Linked DNA regions of Mus musculus: region 1 is linked to region 2. A link is a contact called in public HiChIP or PLAC-seq data. All regions are on one chromosome and are shown on one strand. Each heading gives the region's core, a stretch centred on a gene start, on an enhancer-like site or on the middle of the called end of the contact. The rest is flanking DNA. Distances are from core to core; before and after follow the strand shown. Region 1 overlaps Tuba8 (tubulin, alpha 8). Region 2 overlaps Mical3 (microtubule associated monooxygenase, calponin and LIM domain containing 3).

Evidence for each region. HiChIP or PLAC-seq counts read pairs in DNA pulled down with a chosen protein or histone mark.
Region 1: an H3K27ac HiChIP or PLAC-seq map of large pre-B cells shows a contact between it and region 2, with 3 times the contacts expected there. The contact joins two enhancer-like sites. A contact is called at or near these places in 5 of 39 promoter capture datasets (the C10 cell line, the HPC-7 cell line, embryonic stem cells and 2 more), 7 of 115 datasets of contacts at active chromatin or transcription factors (T-cell acute lymphoblastic leukemia, bone marrow-derived macrophages, embryonic stem cells and 4 more) and 1 of 9 other capture datasets (macrophages).

Annotation. Positions count from the first base shown.
Region 1 is chr6:121,224,870-121,228,146 of GRCm38.p6, reverse strand. It overlaps Tuba8 (tubulin, alpha 8), which reads right to left. Exons shown (of 5, transcript NM_017379.2): 5 at 2,049-2,361. The coding sequence ends at 2,068. Among named protein-coding and RNA genes, the nearest start is that of Tuba8, 16 kb to the right of the region's middle. Within about 2 kb of position 1,871, at least 93 of the 459 cell types and tissues checked have an H3K27ac peak or open chromatin away from gene starts, as enhancers often do. A contact at or near this core is called in T-cell acute lymphoblastic leukemia, where this site is marked.
Region 2 is chr6:120,928,884-120,932,286 of GRCm38.p6, reverse strand. It overlaps Mical3 (microtubule associated monooxygenase, calponin and LIM domain containing 3), which reads left to right. Exons shown (of 32, transcript NM_001270475.1): 32 at 1-741. Among named protein-coding and RNA genes, the nearest start is that of Bid, 14 kb to the right of the region's middle. Within about 2 kb of position 1,761, at least 42 of the 459 cell types and tissues checked have an H3K27ac peak or open chromatin away from gene starts, as enhancers often do. A contact at or near this core is called in T-cell acute lymphoblastic leukemia, where this site is marked.

The DNA.
Region 1 (3,277 bases), core at 622-3,121, 300 kb before region 2:
AAAGGAGAGAGAGAGAGAGAGTAACTTCTTGCTTCTCGTTTCTTCTTTGCGCACAAGTACTAACAAACCACAACCAACCCCATCTCTTGGGGGCCCTAGCATTTATATACCTTCTGAAAGGCTCCAGAATTCCAAATATCACACAACAGGGGTTGGCAAATCTATGCCTCTGTTACAGTATGAGGTAAATCATAGTCAGCTGCTGCAAAGCAGCCCCATATCTTCACACCTGGGTTTAAAATGAAAACATATTCTAATAATAATTCTGTGGTTTTTTAAAGAAACCAAAATTCCAGAATACTTCCTACAAGAAACCTTCTGGAAACAGACCTGAAGAGGTTCTCTTTGGACTCACAAGGATCTATACTATAACAGGCTCAACCCTGGAGCTCTCACGGGAAATGAAACATCCTTCCTATTGCTTCTGCAGTCCTGCACGGTCGGCAGCAGGGATGCACTGTGCCTCCCATCCTCTCCTGAGCAAACGGCAGGCTTGTTTCTCCTGTGGGCTATTTCATGAGGAACACAAGAGCAGGACCAGTGGAGAGGGGGCTGGTGTTGGGACCCATCTGAACTCTACCTTGCTGTCACTAGCAGTCACCTCTCCATCCTTGTGTCCATACAGAATGACCCAAAACTCCATCTTGAGATTGTTGAGGACATGGAAGAAGGTGTAGATAAAAGATTAGGTATCGTGGAAGCCTTCCTCAAGCCTTCAAGTGCTTATGCTGCACTTAAGAGATATCTAAGCATCCACGGTGTTTTTCCTCTGAGGCTAGATAAACTCCAGCGCCTACCTGACTTCCCACCCTCCTAGCAAATGCCTCTCCTGCAGTCGGAACATACACACGTGTCCCCTTCTGTTTTCATATTGCTGTTCCCCATGCGCAGTATCCTTGGATTCATGTGTCCTGGACTCCATCCTTCCACAGTGACACTCGAGATACTGTCATTACTTTCTGACATCTCTAAACACCATCTAAAGTGACCTTACTATTTTTTTTAAATGTATTTAGGAAGCAGAAAATTGTCATGTTTCTAACTCTCTGACCCTTGGAACAGATGCTAACAGTGCCTGGGTCAGAGAGTAGACTTCAGACACCATCCATTTCACTTTCTCTTTCTATGGTTTCCTTTTCCCATAGAAGAGTGAGTTATGACATCCACCGATGAGGAAACAGGAGGAAGCAGACACATCTGCTGCTCTGTCCCTCTGAGTACAGTGGTAGAAAATGAACCCAGTCACAGGTGCTAAGCACTTGCTCACCACAGAACTGTACACCCCAGGTCTTCGCATAACTTTTATTACAGAATTTTGTCTTAGTTCTTACAGTCTGTTGATGGTGATTGCTAATGTCTCACTGTGCTGGTGTCTAAATTATACTTCATAATGTGTGTAAGTATAGAAAAACACAGACAGACAGACAGACAGACATAGGTACAGGGACAGGACTCTTGGTGGTCGTCATCTAGTGAGGGTCTTGGAACACACCCGAGAGGGAAAGGGATAGAGATACTCAAACTCTTGATGAACGAATGTGATCGATCCAGACGAGGTCAGGGCTGTGCTGTGGATCCATCACACAAGCGTCTGTCCATCCCATCTCTCTGCAGCATCTTCCCAGACTGGGTTTTTGCTGGTGTGGTCCTATTCTTCCAACAGCAGGCTCTGTCTTAGGGCAACTCAGTCTAAACTAGAATTAAGTTTCTTAACCCCATGTTCGTGACCTGTTCACTTTCATCCTTCAGTAATGAAATATTCTATTCCAGAGGGAGTTCCCTGTATGTTCAGTGTCCTTGTGTCTGGTCACAATGCCTGGGTGCTGGAGTCAGGGGCCCGTCTATGTAGGACAGGAAGTAGGCTGGGACTGAGAGGCCTGCCTGTCACTTTCTCTTTCTGTGGTTTCCTTTTCCCCACAGAAGAGTGAGCCCAGCATCCTAAGAGGAGAAAACAGGAGAGACCATGTGCATCTGCAGCTGGGTGTCTGAACGCAGCACTAGGAACCCAGCATGCTGTGAGTGGAACCAACACAAAGAAAGAGGCATAGTCATGGGGCAAGTGTATATTTAAAATTCCTCCCCCTCATTCTCTTCTTCAAACGAATCAGTCCCCACTTCTTCATAATCCTTCTCCAGAGCAGCCAGGTCCTCCCTGGCCTCAGAAAACTCTCCTTCTTCCATACCCTCTCCAACATACCAATGTACAAAGGCCCGCTTGGCGTACATGAGGTCAAACTTATGGTCAAGGCGGGCCCAGGCCTCTGCGATTGCTGTGGTGTTGCTCAGCATGCACACGGCTCGCTGGACTTTGGCCAGGTCCCCTCCTGGCACGACAGTAGGTGGCTGGTAGTTGATGCCCACCTGGGGAACAGAGAAAGAAGACAGGCCACAGGATGACACACGAGTCCGCCAAAGACAACGTCAGGACATCTGTTGGTAAGAAGCTATGGTGGCAAGACCAGGGCATGGGCATGGAGTGGGGGCTGCAGGACGAAGCAGGTGAATGAACAAGGGTGGGCAGATGTAAGGGATGTATGCTCGGGCAGGGGGAGAGGGGAATAAAGGTGAAAAGGAAGGGCCATGGCGGTGTGAGCCTGTCATGTCAGTGCCATGGATCTGAGACGGGAGCATCATGAGGGCTTAGAAACTAAAGGCTGAAGAGAAATAAAGGATAGGCTAGGAGAAAGAGGAAATGATAGTGGAAATTATCAAGTTGGCAGACATAGCAAATGAAGCTGTGCCATGAAAAGGGGCTTCTTGTGTGTTTCTCTCAGGGGCAGGGAGCAGGAAATACCTTCCCTGTGAGAGGCAGATCAGTTTCTAGAACTTGCATTATTATCACCAAGCTCATGGCTTTCTAGATGCTTATCTGATGCCCCTCTTGGTCTTTTTTGCAATAATTTTAGGGAAGTCTCTCTGCCGGGGTGAAGGGCTGCGTGAGAGGTCACAGGGAGAATCCAGAGCAGTAAATTACAGAGGTCCTTGGGGATGGTGTTATTGCTTGTCAGGCTCGGTCTCTTGTAAACAATGTTCTTAGAAAAAAAGCAGAAATACCGGCCACAGAAGTCAAAGGTCACACAGTCACACGCAAGCAAGTCAACCTCCCGAGATCTGCTAGCACACTGGGGGATGGGGAGGGAGATCTGCTAGCACACTGGGGGATGGGGAGGGAGATCTGCTAGCACACTGGGGGATGGGGAGGGAGATCTGCTAGCACACTGGGGGATGGGGAGGGAGATCTGCTAGCACACTGGGGGATGGGGAGGGAGATCTGCTA
Region 2 (3,403 bases), core at 512-3,011:
GAGACGCGAAGTGTTCTCCACCTCTGGAAATGCATACAGCTCTGGTCATGCGTTCTTCCCAGGAATTATGTCTTCACTTGAAGGCAGGGAAGAGAGGGATGTATACACTTCATCCACACATACAGTGCTAGAGTGCTTTTGAGTAAACCCAAACTCAAGGCTAAGGACAGTACATGAGGCTCTAACCTCTGTCCCTGGAGCGCAAGCAGAAGGCAGCCCGTGGCTCCCAAAGAAGAGCGTGGCCAACCCAGGTTCTGACCCTGCTCAGTTGATATCTCTGCCTCCAACAGCCATCCTTAACGTAATTTTGACCAGCAGATGTAGACTTTAAAAAATAAGACATATGTCACTGGGACAGGAGAGTAGAGGTGGGGGCAACAAATCTTGGGGGCGCTGGGACTATAGCTCAGTGGTAGAATGTGTGTTCAGCATGCATAAGACCCACGGTTCAACCCCCAGTACCACATTTAAAAATTTTTTTCTTTTGAAAGATGGTAACATGACCCACAAGAGGGAATGGCTGGTTTATGCGCAATAAAGTTTTGTTTTGTTTCGGTTTTTTTTTTAAAGAAATGAAAAATGTATTTCTGAAGTCATTGTTCTGCTCTTGGCATTGAGCTAAGGCATACTTAGCACCTTCCTTTCAGGTGAGTGATACTGAACACAAATCATTTGGTGATTATCAGTGAGTGTATGCAGACAAGGATTCTCAGAGAATAGAGCTTTTCATTTGGTTTGTGATTTTTTTGAATCCCCTGTGTTATCCTGACTTAGCCGTCAGTAGCTGGGACTTGAGAATTCTCCATAGCAGCCCTGCTTAATAAGAAACACTGAGTAATGGCCAAGGCAACCAGAGCCAGTTTCTTAAGACAGGTGCTACTGTGGGGTGGATGGCGGCACACGCCTTCAATCTCAGTACTTAGGAGGCAGAGGCAGCTAGATCGCTGTGAGTTGGAGGCCTGCATGGTCTACGTTGTGAGTTCCAGGACCCTATCTTTAAAAAACAGACTGGTGTTGCTGAAATTCTTAAGGTCCCAATGGCAAACCAAGGCATGGTTCCAGCAAAGGTCATTCTGGGAGAGCAATGTTTATTGGGCTTCCCTACAGAGTAGAGGTTACTTATCAGGGTGTGGGCTCTCCCCACAGAAACACTTCACCTGGAAAGACTTTGCCCAGCAGAGATGAGGGCTTCCCTGTAGCCACATAGATAGAGCCTCTCTCCCCTGTCTTCACCCTCCCTGTATAACCAGCCCTGCCCCGAGGCCCAGTATGTATAAGGAAGACAGAGTTGTGTATAACAAGTAGTAGGCCACAACTGAGTACTGCGGGACTCTTCCCACCCCTCCATGACAAACCTAGCTGGGATGATCTTTTACAAGGGGGTGAAACTGAATTCCCCAAAATGGCAGTTATGTGGCCCAGAGGACCGTCACAGTCACCACAGCTGGATCACCAGCTGTTCCAGAGAGAAAGTCCACTGGTCAGGGGCCCATGCATAATGGGAGATGATAAAGTAGGGGGACTAGAAGTAGCCAGCCTTGGAGGGACTTACTGTACTCCGGGGTTCCCCACCACCATCACCACCACCACCACCCTGGCCCCAGAGGGTTTCACAGGAGATAAGGCTGAGGAGCAGGTGTGGCTCTTGGGTACACTTTCATTCCCAGGTGGCAGGAAACGGTAGTTTTAAGCAGGCAGTCAGAAACAGGCTCCTGAGAAACCACCACTCCTGGCCTCAGCCAGCCCAGCTGACTCCTGTCAGAAAAGCGGAGAGAAGAATGGCTATGTGCCTGTGTGAGAGGGTGTGTGGTAAGGATACTGCTCAGGCCTAGGCCAGCCTCAGACCATGGGGATGTGGCCCCCCAGCTGTATAGAGGTGGGACTGAGCACACAGATGCCAACTGCCTCCCCCCCCCACACACACACACTTGTTCCTTGCTGGAGAGGAAAGGTTTGGGGGAGCATGTAAGTATAGAGGCTCAGGAGAAGCTTCCAGACAAGGGGGCTTGGGCTCTGGAGAGTGTTATGGGAGCATCTTTTCTGTCAGGAGCCACAGAAGCCTGAGAACAGTGGGGGCCACCTCCCTCCTGACCCAGGAGAGGTAACAACAGCAAGTGGCTGTCCTCTGGAGGGTCTTTGAAGTTCAGAAAGGGTTTTTCTCTACAGAGGCCTCCAACAGAAGGCCATAAAACACTAACCTAGGGAGCCCCAGCCCATTCTTCCTCTTATAAAATAGATTTCACAGCAAGGTGGTATTTTTAATTCAGAGATCCATTTCCAGGCTCCCTCTGTCTGGTCTCCCAGACTGGTTATTGGCTCTGTTATAGAGACTGATCCCTATCATTGGTGAGTAGGCAAACCTCCCCCAGTAAGAGACAGCCCTCTGCTGTGAGCACCTTACTGCCCATGCGAGGTATCGAATGTTCTACAGAGGTTGAGGGAGGAGATGAGAAGGACAGGAGACGTGTGGAAGACTTGAGAAGTTTCTATTACACACACACACACACACACACACACACACACACACAGTGTAAATTCCACAACTCTTTAAAAAAAAAAAGAAAAATATTTATTTTGTTTTAAATGTTGTGTATATGTGTGTCTGTGGGTCTATGAACGTCAGTACAGGTGCCAGCAGTAACTAGAGAGGTCAGAGGCCCCTGAAACTGGAGCTGCAGCTGGAGTTGTGAGCTGCCTGCCATAGGCTGGGAACTTAATTTGGGTCTTCTGTAAAAGCAAGTGCTCTTCACTACCAAACCATCTCTCCAGCCTGAAGTTACACAGTTCTTATATAGAAATTTGGGGGGTTAATCTAAAAATACTGGATCCTGGCTGGAAAGGGCACTGCATTCAGGTGCACACACCCCACACACAGATATATCACACACAGTTTAAAGTAATAGAAATAACTTGCTTGCTCTTGCAGAGGACCTAAGTGTGATTTCCAGCATGCACATCATGGCAGCTCACAACCATCTGGAACTCCAGTTCCAGGGAATCTGGCATCCTCTTCCTGGCTTCCAAGGGCCCCAGGCATGTATGTGGTGTGCACACAAGCACGCAGCCAAACCAAAGTAAATAATGTTCAGTACGAATCTCTGAAACACTGAAATCACGCGTGTGCGTGTTCTGGATGATTTAAACAGGCACAGCTTAAAAAGTAGAGTGCCGGTCAGTCTTGCACAAAGCCGAGTGCTTCAGAAACCCAGGCGTGATGGCCCACACCTCGCCCGGTACTTGGAAGGGTGAGAGGCAGGAGGACCAGAAGTTGAAGGAAGTTCATTCTTGGGTACGTAAGCAAATGTGAGGTCAGCTTGGATGACTTGAGAACCTCCGTCAAAATCAAAAAGGACAAAGAAATAAATAGAAGTCATCTCAAGTCCGATGGACCTTACCTCGCCAG